Linked DNA regions of Mus musculus: region 2 is linked to region 1. Evidence: chromatin contacts called from public Hi-C data. All regions are on one chromosome and are shown on one strand. The core of a region is the stretch at or near the end of the contact, and the rest is flanking DNA. Distances in the headings are between cores, read along the strand shown.

Region 1 (6,292 bases), core at 2,992-5,491:
GAGTTTCAGTCAAGTCAGGGCGACAAAATGACATCCTATCTCAAAAAACAAGAAGATAAAAAAGAAAGTAATGAATGGCCAGAAACAAAATTGGGACAGAATCAGAAGCCCAGAAGTAGATAAATGGGTCTCCCTGCCCATGTGTATCTGAGTTCATGCATCCAAGGGCACTGGGAGGGTAGACACTAGCTGCATGTTGGTTGATCATCCATTATACACTTCTTGTTTCCACCACTTTTCCTTATTGTTGTAACAAAATACATGACAAGAAACAACTTAAAAGAGGAAGGCTTAGTTTGGCCCACAGTTTGAGGTTACAATACCTTGGGGGGGGGGGGGAAGCATGGTGGCAGAAGCCAGAGACTGCTGATAACTTAGCAACCAGAAAGCAGAGACAGGTGAACTCTAATGCTCAGCTCAGTCTCTTCTTAATGCAGTCTGGATCCCCAGACCATAGGATGGCTCCACTCACATTAAAGGAGTGGTTCTCTCTTCTCAACCAGAAACTCCACTCATGGCTATGTTCTAAATTTGTCTCAAAGGAGATTCTAAACCTTGTAAAGGTGACAATATTGATCACCACAGCTTCTGATTTTGAGTTGGTGAGTTACCTCTTGAATGCTACTGAATTCAGTTAGCTCTAAAAAAATGAGAAATAATATTTATGACAATTACAAAGCAAATCACAAAGGAGCATGTAGAGCACACATGACTCTACATTGTATACAGACTCGGCTGTACATATGTATACGTGGTATGCACAGAGAAGGCTGGGAAGATACTGTACACTGATTGGGGATGGACTTAGTTCTTTCTATCTTACAGTAGAAAAAAGATTCTGTTTTCATATTTTTGTAGAATTCTATCTCATTTAATACTCTATGAAGAACAGAGGGGGCAGGTAGTCATCACATACAATATGAAAGAGAAGGAAGGACAGCAATATCAACCAACCAGACCCTCCCCATTCCAGAGCTCCCAGGGACTAAATCACCAACCAAAGAGTACACATGGAGGGATCCATGGCTCCAGCAGCATATGTGGCAGAGGATGGCCTAGTCAGTCATCAATGGGAGGAGAGGCCCTTGGCCCTGTGAAGGCTCAGTGCACCAGTGTATGGGAATGCCAGAGTGGTGAGGCGGGAGTGGGTGGTGGTGGGAGGAGCACCCTCATAGAAGCAGGGGGTGGAGGGATGGTATGGGGGTTCTGTAGGGGAAACCAGGAAAAGGGATAAATGTAAATAAAGAGAATATCCATTTAAAAAAAAGTAAAGGGAAGGAAAGTTGGGGAGAGAAGAGCATTGTGTAAAGTCAGATCCCATTAGCAGAAGGCCTTGGCTCCAAAACCAGAGCTCTCCATGTCACATCCATGACCCCTCAGCCTATGAGGACTGGCTTATATGTGCCTGAGCAGAGAGACACCGTGTCCCTCTAAGTGAGATAGATGGTGATGCATCCACAGCACCAGCTAGCCAGAGACCTGAGGGAGAGGACGCCAGTGCAGCCCTCTGTGTGCATATGATTGCTCTTCTCCTTCACTCATCAGAGGGAGAAGGCACAAGGAAACTGGAGCTGGCTTTCCTGTTCTTTCTTACAGCTCGGGATGTTCAGAAAGAAACAGGGTGGGTCTGAGATTGACAAGGTGGCTTGGAGGGACCCGACACTGTGTGAGCTTTCTCTTCTATCTGGCTGTCAGGCACTACCACTTCACCTAGGTTTCCCATAGTGCTTTGCATAGGAAAATAAGAATGCCAAATGAAATCTCCTGCCCCCTTCCCTGTAGACAGCTAGATTATCTTATGTCCACTGCATGAAGTACTTAGGATCAAAGAGAATGCCGAGTTATGGAGACAAGATGGCCAGTCTCCAATGCTGATAAAGATGGCATCCAGGTTACATGGGTTCTTAGTAACTGTGAGGACACAGCACCTTGGGAGGATGGTGCTGTGATCGTCACAGTGAAAGAAGCCTAGTCTGTGATCTCTAGAAGAGTTAAGACTAAGACCCAACAGATAGGTTTTGTAACTCAGAAGCTTCCTTAGTGCTGAGGAAAACTGTGCCAGTTTTCTGCCTTGAGCCTAAGCAACATGGACAAGAGGAAAGACAGCACAGCCCTGTCTGAGAAATATATTCTTCCCTCCCGACTCCCAGAGTGATCCCTGATGGGCACAGCAAACAGCCCAGCAGCTGGGGAGTAACATGTCTCCAAAGGGGAGCCCAGCACTGTCTTCAAGATGAAGCAATGCCATTGCCCCTGCCCCTGCTCCTACCCCTGGGAGCCATGGCCCTTCTAGGAGTCTAACTCCACCCACACATGATGCTCCTAGATACACTTTAATTGCTGTTCTAGAGAAGATGTTGTAGAATTATGAGCTGACTTACCTTGAGGTGATAATTCTGTTCAGCAAATCACTTACTGATCCTCTTTAAGGTGCACCACACTGCATCCAATTTTCCTAGCGCATACATCTTTTGAGTGCCTACAAACAGGCACAGGCATACCCATGTACATGCACAAAGGTGTGAGTGCACAACCCCCCCTCCCCCCCTCCCCACACACTGTGTTGGCCATTTTATGTCAATGTGACATAGCTATAGTCATCTGAGGAAGAAACCTCAATTGAGAAAATGCTTCCCACCTGGGGATCCATCCCATAGTCAGCCACCAAACCCAGACACTATTGCATATGCCAGCAAGATTTTGCTGGAGGGACCCTGGTATAGCTGTCTCATATGAGGCTATGCCAGTGTCTGGCAAATACAGAAGTGGATGCTCACAGTCATCTATAAGATGGAACACAGGGCCCCCAATGGAGAAGCTAGAGAAAGTACCCAAGGAGCTGAAGGGGTCTGCAACCCTATAGGTGGAACAACAATATGAACTAACCAGTACCCCGAGAGCTCGTGTCTCTAGCTGCATATGTAGCAGAAGATGGCCTAGTTGGCCATCACTGGGAAGAGAGGCCCCTTAGTAGTGCAAACTTTATATGCCCCAGTACAGGGGAATGCCAGGTCCAAGAAGTGGGAGTGGGTGGGTAGGGAAGCAGGGTGGGGAGAGAGTATAGGGAACTTTCGGGATGGCATTTGAAATGTATATAAAGAAAATATAAGAGAGAGAGAGAGAGAGAGAGAGAGAGAGAGAGAGAGAGAGAGAGAGAGAGAATGCTTCCATAAGATTGGGCTGTATGTAGTCAAACCTGTAGGGCACTTTCTTAATTAGTGATTGATGTGGGAGTGCCCAGCCCATTGTGGGTGGGGTCATTCCTGAGCTGATGGGCCTGGGTGTCATAAGAAAGCAGGCTAAGCAAGCTATGAGGAGCAAGCCAGTAAGCAGAAACCCTCCATAGCCTCTGCATGAGTTCCTGCTTCCAGGTTCCTGCCTGGTTTGAATTCCTGATTTGGCTTCCTTCAGTGCATTGAGATTCGGGATATGTAAGCCAAATAGTCTTTTCCCCCCAGGCTGCTTTGGCAATGTTTCATCATAGCAACACTAACCTTAATTGTGAAGCATACATTCTCTCTCTCTCACACACACACACACACACACTCATACACACACAGGTGCATGCACACACACATATAGGCACACACATACATACTCATACTCACCACACACACATACACACACAGGCACACACATTCATGCTCACACACACATAGGTACATGCGCATGCACGAGCACACACACGCACATGCACACACTCGGACAGGGGTGGGGAGTTGAAACTAATTGCAGTCAGTGCTTGTCTGCAATCCCAGGACTTGGGAGGCAGATGTGGGAACACTGTCAAAAGTCTGAGACTATCCAGCTCTACATAATGAGTTCCAGGCCAGCCATGGTTACTTAGGTGAGATCATGCCTCAACGGGGGGGGGGGGGGGGGGGCGGGGGGGGCGGGGGGGGGCGGGGGGGGCGGGGGGGGGGAAACAAAAGGAATAATTTACATGCGTAAGTTCTAATCAGGGGAATTTATAGACATGAGACAGGAACCAGTGTGACTGAAATTCCCTAAGCTACTAAAAGCTAATGAACGGATAGGAGTTTCCCTGAGACGTGAAGAACATGGTACAATTTGCCCTTAAACGTCTCCCCGCACCATCCCAGCCTCTGACCTTTCCAGAAGGTTTTCACAGGAAGAAAACCTTCACTACTCACCAACTGGCAGCCTTCGAGGGAGCTGACGAGCTGGGCGTTCTGGCAGGAGAGGATGGAGCCGGCCAGGTTGAGCATCACGCACACTGCCGAGAGCAGCATGAAGAAGGTAATCTGGAAGCCAACCAAACACAAATTGATTACCCACTCGGCGAGCCGAGGAGAGAAAACGGCTTGGCTTTACAGACGTTTTAGCTTAATGAAGTAATTACACCAACAATATTTATGTTTTAGAGGGAAATGTGATTGTTTCTCAAGATGTCACCTTCCTATTACCCTGAATAGCAAAAGTGAAAGCACTGAGAAACCACGGCAAGTTACCACGACTTTCTTTGGAACCTACAATTTTAATTTTAGAAGCTAAACCTGAAAATACTATACATTCCAGGCACTCAGTGGGAACACGCCAGAACTTATTAAACAAAACCGAGGGAGAGGGCTGTATTGATTAGAAGGATGTTAAATTGATTTTGTTTCGTTTTTAGTGTGGAAAATTTTGCACATGTGCAGAAGAGAAAATGCAAAGAGGCCCTGGGCACTCGTCAGCTAGCCTCAGGAATCAGCCAACTCTGCGCCAGCTGTCCCTCAGTGCCTCGCCCATGGGGAATATTCCGCCATAAATGGAATCCGTATAATCGCATCCCTAAATGATTCAGTGTGTATTTCTAGAGAATTGTGAGCCATTCCTGAAAATATTACTGCGTTACTGTTGTCACGGATGTTAAAAGTAACCACTTGTTAGTATCCAGTTCTAGAACTGCTTATCCTGCTCTGAGTCAGCTCACACAGGATACAGTGTAACCGTTAGGACTCTTCCCTCCTCCTCCCTCCCTTGCTCCTCCCTCCTCTCTTCTCTCCACACAGGGTTTCACTACTTACCCCAGTCCAGCCTCGAACTCACAATTCTCTACCACCTGCCTCCTAAATCTTATATCTATGGGTTTTCACCTTCCTGTTTTTTTTCCTTAAAATTTACTGAAGAAGCCAATTCATCAGCCCCATAGAGTGGATAACCAGGCTGAGTCATAATATACCCTTTTTGCAATCAAGAGTGATCTAAGGCTAATATGATCAAAAGCAGGCAGCATGTCAGGAAAACTTGATAAAGACTTTGAAAGAGGTGAAAAATACTGACTGCCAATGGTTCCTAGTACACCCTTCTGGGCTCCTTTGCCCTTCATAGTCATTATGCCATTTCAAACCATTCTGAGCTACAGAAAATGGACATCAGTTGGAATGACTCCTGGAAAAATGCAAATGTAAAGACATTTTGTCTGGTGGAATGGAACTAATTGTCACCCATGGCTACCAGCAACTTTTACATCTACTTCTAAGTGTATTTTAGGGTCACAGGATTCAGGACAGCCCTTGCAGACAGTGTTTGAATTTCTAATACAAATGCCTAGAAAATGTATTGGTTCCTTCTTGAGATCGTAAGTTTTATCATCTTTAACCTATGTTTAGCATGATGTTTAAAGCTGCTTCCTGAGCAATAACTAGTAACTAGTAACTTCACTGTGTGTTTGTGCGTGTGTGTGTGTGTGTGTGTGTGTGTATGTGCACGTGTACTGCGTCATTAGGATCCATGGACTTCAGTTCAGTGAACATGTTTCAATCACGTGACTCACTACACACTCAAGTTGACCCCTGGGCTCTTAGGGTTTATGGGCTTCAACTTCTTGCTTGCTCCACGGTTCTTCGGGGCCACCAGGGCTCACCTTACACACTTCCTGCCTCAGACCTGGAATAGTGTAGGCACCTTTCAATGAGAACAAGATTTAGATGCCACAATGCTTGTGTGCAAGTTGCTCTTCGCTCTTTCGATGGTCATTATTTCCAACTTTTCAGTTGCCAGGCATGCCTTGAGTTTATACTGACATTTCTGAATCTAATAGGAAGCTTTTAACCTAACCTATCTATCCTAGGTCTGCATCTCCTTTCAACCATGCCAGAACCCTTTGTCTTCAATATAATTGTGGTTAATTTCACAGCTCCATAAGCAGCCTCGAACTACCTTACAACCGCCAAAACACACCATAGAGACAGTTTAAGATGGAGATCTCTTTGCATCTTTAGAAAGCGTTCTACTAAGAACAGTTAAAAGCATTTCGCTGTAAACCCATATGTCCTCTTCTGTGGGA
Region 2 (5,970 bases), core at 1,882-4,381, 430 kb after region 1:
ACAGGGCATTCCTCATCCAAACCAGCACAGCATGTCTTGACTCTTCTGAGTTGCGTTTTTACAAATCACGGCGGCCATGTTACTTGACAGGAACAGCCTGAAGGAAAGCGGTTTACTTCACTCACAGTGTTAAGAGTTCTGTCGGTGGCTGCTTGGCCCCATGTGCCTGGGTGGAGCTCATGGGGCACAAGTGGAGGGCACTGTTTCCCTCATGGTGAGCATAAAGGAAAGGGAGAGAAGGGGAGAGTAGATACCCAGGAATCACCTACCTCAAACTTTTAATGTTTCCAGCCATCTTAAAATAGTACTACCATCTGAGGCTCAAATGGTCAACACATGAGGGGATTTCACATAGTCTGTAATAGTGACCTCTCTCAGGGTCATTCCTCTCTAAGAATGGGCAGGATCCTTCTGGAATGGGGCTAGAGGCGGGTCTTATGACCATCAATCAAATAGCATAACCCAGGGGGATTGCTTTCTGACAATTCTCACAAAGAAAGGTGTGATAACAGCAGGAGTTTGCCTTGAGGTATGGGCTTGAACTCAGGAACTAGCATGCTCTTGGCTTCGGCATGAGCTACCCTCCCAGCTCCAGGGGGCCATGCTCGGGCTTTGTAGTTGGCTCCTTGGAAAGGGGTTGCCTCAGGAAAGAGACATTCTAGTTTCTAGCTCATCTCAAAAGACAATGCCCATCAGGAGACAGAACGTGAGCCTTTGAAGTCTTCATTTGGAGACACCATCTTCCTAGCCCCAGTAATACCAGGCTTCTGGAAGAAGGCGCCAGAGCTGTCAAGCAGGGAAGCAGGGTTTGGCTTTTCTCCTCTTCCTGCTAGTGGCCGCTTGCAGACGGGGAGCAGCTGCCATCTGTACAGAATCCATCATCCTGCCGCCCTGGGGAAGATGGAGGATTTTAGCGTAGGATGTAGCGCAGCGGTGCGATTCAAACTGCAGGAAGGTGACAAGAATGATGATGTCGTTGAAAGGCTCATCTAGGAAACTGATGAGATGGCGTGGTGCTGAAGCCTCACCCCCAGAGATGATGCTGCAGTTTTACAGTGGCAAGGTCTGCCCGGGCCCGCTCTCCCCTCCCGGATACCTGACTTGGGTAGCTTGCTCTGAGGCTGCCTTTTAAAAAATAGACTGAGTGATGTGAGCAGAAAGAGAATCTCCCGGCAAGTAAGCCACCCTTGGAGAATGAGCCACGTGGACAGAATTCTCAGCTCTCCTCAGGCCCTTCATGTCTTCTCAAAATCGCTTGTCTTAAAAGGGCTGCCAACCAAAGAGCAAGCATGGGCTGGACCTAGGCCCATATGTACATATGTAGCACATGAGCAACTTGGTCCCCAACAACAGGAAAGGGGGCTCTCCCTGAACCTATTGCCTGCCTGCCTGTGGATCCCATTGCCCTAAATGGTCTAGCCTCAGTGCCTAGTCTTGCAGTAGACCTGATGTTCTGAGGATGGGGGCTGGGGCAGGGGGTGATACTAGAAGGAGGCTCCCCTTCTCAAAGGAAAAGGAAAGAGAGGAATAGGGAGAGGTTCTGCATGAGGGGGTACTGGGAGGAGACAGGGAGCTGATATTAGGATGTAAAATGAATAGATAAAATATTAATTTTTTCTTTTTTTAAATTTTTATTGACTTTTTTATTAGACATTTTCTTTATTTACATTTCAAATTTATCCCCTTTCCTGGTTTCCCCTCTGAAAACCCCCTATCCCATCCCCCCTTACCTTGCTCAACAACCCACCCACTCCTGCTTCCTGGTCCTAGCATTCCCTTATACTGGGGCATCAAGCCTTCACAGGACCAAGGGCCTCTCCTCCCATTGATGTCCGACAAGGCCATCCTCTGCCACATATGCAGCTGTAGCCATGGCTGCAACTCTTTGGTTGGTGGTTTAGTCCCTGGGAGCTCTGGGGGTACTGGTTGGTTCATATTGTTGTTCCTCCTATGGGGCTGAAAACCCTTTCAGCTCCTTGGGTCCTTTCTCTAGCTCCTCTATTGGGGACAGCTCAGTTAATTAATTTTTTTAAAGGCTGCCAATCACACTCTGGGTCATTCCAAAATTGGCCCACTTGGGCCTGAAGCCCGGTATTTAATCTCAGGTTCATAATGAGGAGGGAAAGAACCTTGGAGCCTCCCTAACAAAGGCACACAGGAGATGCCGCTACCGAGTGACCATTAGACAATGGCCCGAAATCCAGAGTTTTGACTCTAAGAACCTACATATCATTGTTTGCACACAAAAGTCAAAAACAGGTTTTAATTTTTTTTAAATAGGTTTCAATTTTTTTTTTTAATTCAGAGGCTGGAAAACGGTAGGATGCCTGTGGTCTCGGGGGGAGGTGGGGCTTAATCAAAGTGTAGCAAATTAGGGAGTCATGTCTTGGAGCCTCTGTGCTCATGGACACAGGGCCTGGCTTCCCTCTGGGGTTGTTAGTCACTTTCATGGTGACTGTGACAGACTTGGAACATGGCTCGCACTCTTGGCCATTCAGATTCTCTGGCACCCATAGCACAGGGCTTTGAGCTTCCTAGAGGGGCAACAGCTGCAGGCATCTGTACTAGCTGGCAGTCTGTCCAGGCAGGCTGGTGGGTGTGACTCACAGTAGGCTGAACCTTCATTGGCACATCCTTGCCAGTTTCCCCAGTTAGCCAAGGGTTACCAGGGCTCGGGGCAGCCACACTGATTGCTTCTTCTGCAACTCTCTGCCCCAGCCACTACTGGATGGGATGACATGGTGTAAACGTATCAGACTAATGTGCTTCTTGCTCATTGCCGTCTCCCTCCCAGGTATGGGTGGGGAGAGGGGTGGGGGTTGCTGAGGAGGGAGCATCAGGGGCCTGTGGGAGGCCTGGGCCCTGTCAGAGGCATGCTCATCAACACAGCATTGGCTGCTGGGTAGTTGACAGAATATCATAAACAAACCAAGAGCAGGCAATCCCCACAACCACCTGACACAATCACCCACAGCTTGAGCAAAACTGTGGCAAGCCTGAGATTATGATTTGGCTATACAAACATCAGCGCTACAGACTAGCCAGAAACTCAACCAGAGGGATAGGGAATGGGAGCCCTAGGCCTTGGTACACTTAGGACGTTCCCTACATCCCCTTTGTCTAGAAACACAGATGGCCAGGGTAAGGCAGCGCACTCAGGAAGGCAGGCTGCTTCTCTGGTTGAGTGTGAGGAGTTGTGCCTGCACTGGGGTGGGGGGTGGGGGGCGTGTCCTCTAGACCACACACAAGTCCAGGCAGAGCAGTGGGAGCCCAGGGGGCTGTAAGACCTTTTTAGTGTATGGCTCCATCGTTGGCTGAGCATATCGCTGATCCTGAGGCACCCAATGGACAAAACAGACAAGGCCAGACCTCCGTGGCAAGCACCAAGATTCAGAGACTGTAGGGTTTGTTCGGTAGCATCAAGTGAATAAATTTAGCAACAATCCCCACATACTGTGTATGTAAGAGAAAGAGGGGGTGGAGGAGAGAATTCGGAGTTGCTACAATATTATATCTTAAGTGTTCCGTTTTCAAAAATTGGAGATATACAAGTAAAATGGGACCCCCACTTTGCAGGCTGGGGTAGCAGCCAGCAGATGGTGGGCTCTGATGCTGCCTTTTAGACAAAGACTTCAAAGCAGCCATTGTAAGTATGTTCAAAGACCTAAGGGAAATCATGGCTAGGGAGCTAAAGAAAGGTTATAACAACAATAGCACAGAATCCAGCCTAGCAACAAATAGAAATGGTGTGTGTGTGTGTGTGTGTGTGTGTGTGTGTGTGTGTTTACTAGAAGGTTCAACAGCACGGACTTGGCATAAAAACTAAAAAATAGATGAATAAAAACCATCCAGTCCAAGCCACATGCACTACTGGTACTCAGGAGACTAAAGAGGGAGGATCTAGGACCATGGGTTCAACTCTAGCCTAGTCTGCACAGCAGGATATCTGTCTAAAAATAAAAGGAAGAAAGATTGTATTATGGCAGATTCAGGTGAGAGAAGAAAGGAGGAAAGAGATGAAACTGAATAAAAATAGAATCAAGAAAGAGAGAACCCCCACACACACACTGAGAGAGAGAGAGAGAGAGAGAGAGAGAGAGAGAGAGAGAGAGAGAGGCACTAATTTACACATCAGCGAAGCACAACGAACTCTAAGTAGAATAAACATGAGATCCATACCTAGACGCAAGCATAGTCAAACATCTGCGAGACCAAGACAAATCTCTATACAGCAGCAAACCTCGGCAAAAGCAAGCAAAGAACCATTGGCTTTGCTGCTGCAGCAGCAGCGGAGGAGGGGCCCGGAAGCTGAGAGATGAGAGGTGCTGAAGGAAAGCCTAGTGGAGCCTTCTCTGTGGAGGCGAAGCAGAGAAACATTCGGGAGCAAAGCGGAAGAAGGTTCACCTCAAGTAAATCCTTCCAAACTACCCTAAAGGGAGTCCTTTGGCCAACACCAAGCGACACGAGAGGTGACTGAAATCCACGTGAGGGGCGGGGGAGGTGCCTCCACAGGCGATGCTGCCACATGCTGACAACCAGAGTTTGGCTCCTCAGAACTCAAGCGAAAACTGGACAGAGCGGTACAAGCGTCTGTGGCCGCAGCTCACCCATGGGCGATGAAAGGCAGAGACAGGGAGATCTCCAAAAGCTCGAAGACCCACTGGTCTCCCAGGACTAGCACCGAAAACTGACAGCTGACCTCCTCACATGAGCTCGGTAATGAACACACAGAAATATCATACCTATGTACACACACGTGCACGCAAATACACACACAGAGTACAGCTTCTCTATCTCATGCATTTAGTGAGAATCCAAGGTTGACTGGAGTGAGCATTCATACTGATTAATACACACACACACACACACACACACACACACATATGTATATACATGTGTTTGTGTGTGTGTATTAAAAAAATGTTAAAAGTAAACAAGTTTATTTATGTATTTGAGGTAGGGTTTTGCTCTCTAGCCCAACCTGCTCTAACAACTACTCCTCAGCCTCCTGAGTGCTTGGTTTACAGTCATGTGCCATCATGCCTGGCAAAATGAGGGGATTAAAAAAATTACACTAGGAAATATTTATTTTACATAAAAAAGGATAAATGACAGATTAGGAACAGCAGCAAAAGACCTAAAACTAATAAATGGAGAGATAGTTGACAGAAGTCAGACCACATTGTTGGCCTGTCTGGGTGTGAGGGACTCAGTGCTCCGTCAGGCAGCAGACGCGGGGCTCACATGCATTTCCCTTTCTTCTTTTTGTATTCAGTGCAGGACCCCAGCCCATGCAAAGTGCCACCCACATTTACACTAGGGGTTTCCACCTCAATTAACCCAATTCAGAAAACCCCTCACAACATGCCCAGAGATTTGCTTCCAAGGTGATTCCAACTCCTTCGTGTTGACAATTGAGATTAACTGCCACACAGACTAAGTCACAAAAGACCAAACTAAATGATTTGCAAGGGACTCCATGCACTTGAGATTCAAAGACACAGATAGAAAACCAGGACTGCAGAAGGTCTACTCTGCGAACAGGGGCCATAAGAAAGCTAGAATGGCTAAACTAATTCCACTCAAAGTAGACTAACTCATAAGGCAAGATTAAACTGTGTACTTGGTAGAGAGCCATAGTTTAGAGCCAACAGCAGACTGAAAGCAAAGAACAGGAAAATGCACCCTATAAACTGACCTTAACAAAGATGGAAGAACCGCACCGCCCTCATAGTCCACATAGACCATGAGCAGGACATGTTAATACCATAATGGCCATAAGGCAAACACAGCAGTGTTTGTGTTCCCAACACTGGACCCCTGAATACACAAAGCAAATACTGACCATGGGAGGAAGAAACAGGCATGAGAACAACAGCGCTCAGAAACGGTCATGCTCCACCTATGGCTGAGAAGAACTAGACAAAATAAGGGAACAGAAGACCTGGGCCCACGTGGCTTGCCAACAAC

What was found. Hi-C and Micro-C count contacts between places; a contact is called where the count stands out from the background.
Region 2: a Hi-C map of muscle stem cells shows a contact between it and region 1, with 2.4 times the contacts expected there. The contact joins two enhancer-like sites. A contact is called at or near these places in 2 of 484 Hi-C or Micro-C datasets (lens fibers and muscle stem cells) and 1 of 115 datasets of contacts at active chromatin or transcription factors (stem cell-derived neural progenitor cells).

Annotation. Positions count from the first base shown.
Region 1 is chr7:64,851,955-64,858,246 of GRCm38.p6, forward strand. Fam189a1 (family with sequence similarity 189, member A1) reads right to left here. Exons shown (of 10, transcript NM_183087.4): 3 at 4,155-4,265. Among named protein-coding and RNA genes, the nearest start is that of Nsmce3, 18 kb to the right of the region's middle. Within about 2 kb of position 4,242, at least 34 of the 459 cell types and tissues checked have an H3K27ac peak or open chromatin away from gene starts, as enhancers often do. A contact at or near this core is called in muscle stem cells, where this site is marked.
Region 2 is chr7:65,278,545-65,284,514 of GRCm38.p6, forward strand. No RefSeq gene overlaps it. Among named protein-coding and RNA genes, the nearest start is that of 1810049I09Rik, 68 kb to the left of the region's middle. Within about 2 kb of position 3,132, at least 12 of the 459 cell types and tissues checked have an H3K27ac peak or open chromatin away from gene starts, as enhancers often do. A contact at or near this core is called in muscle stem cells, where this site is marked.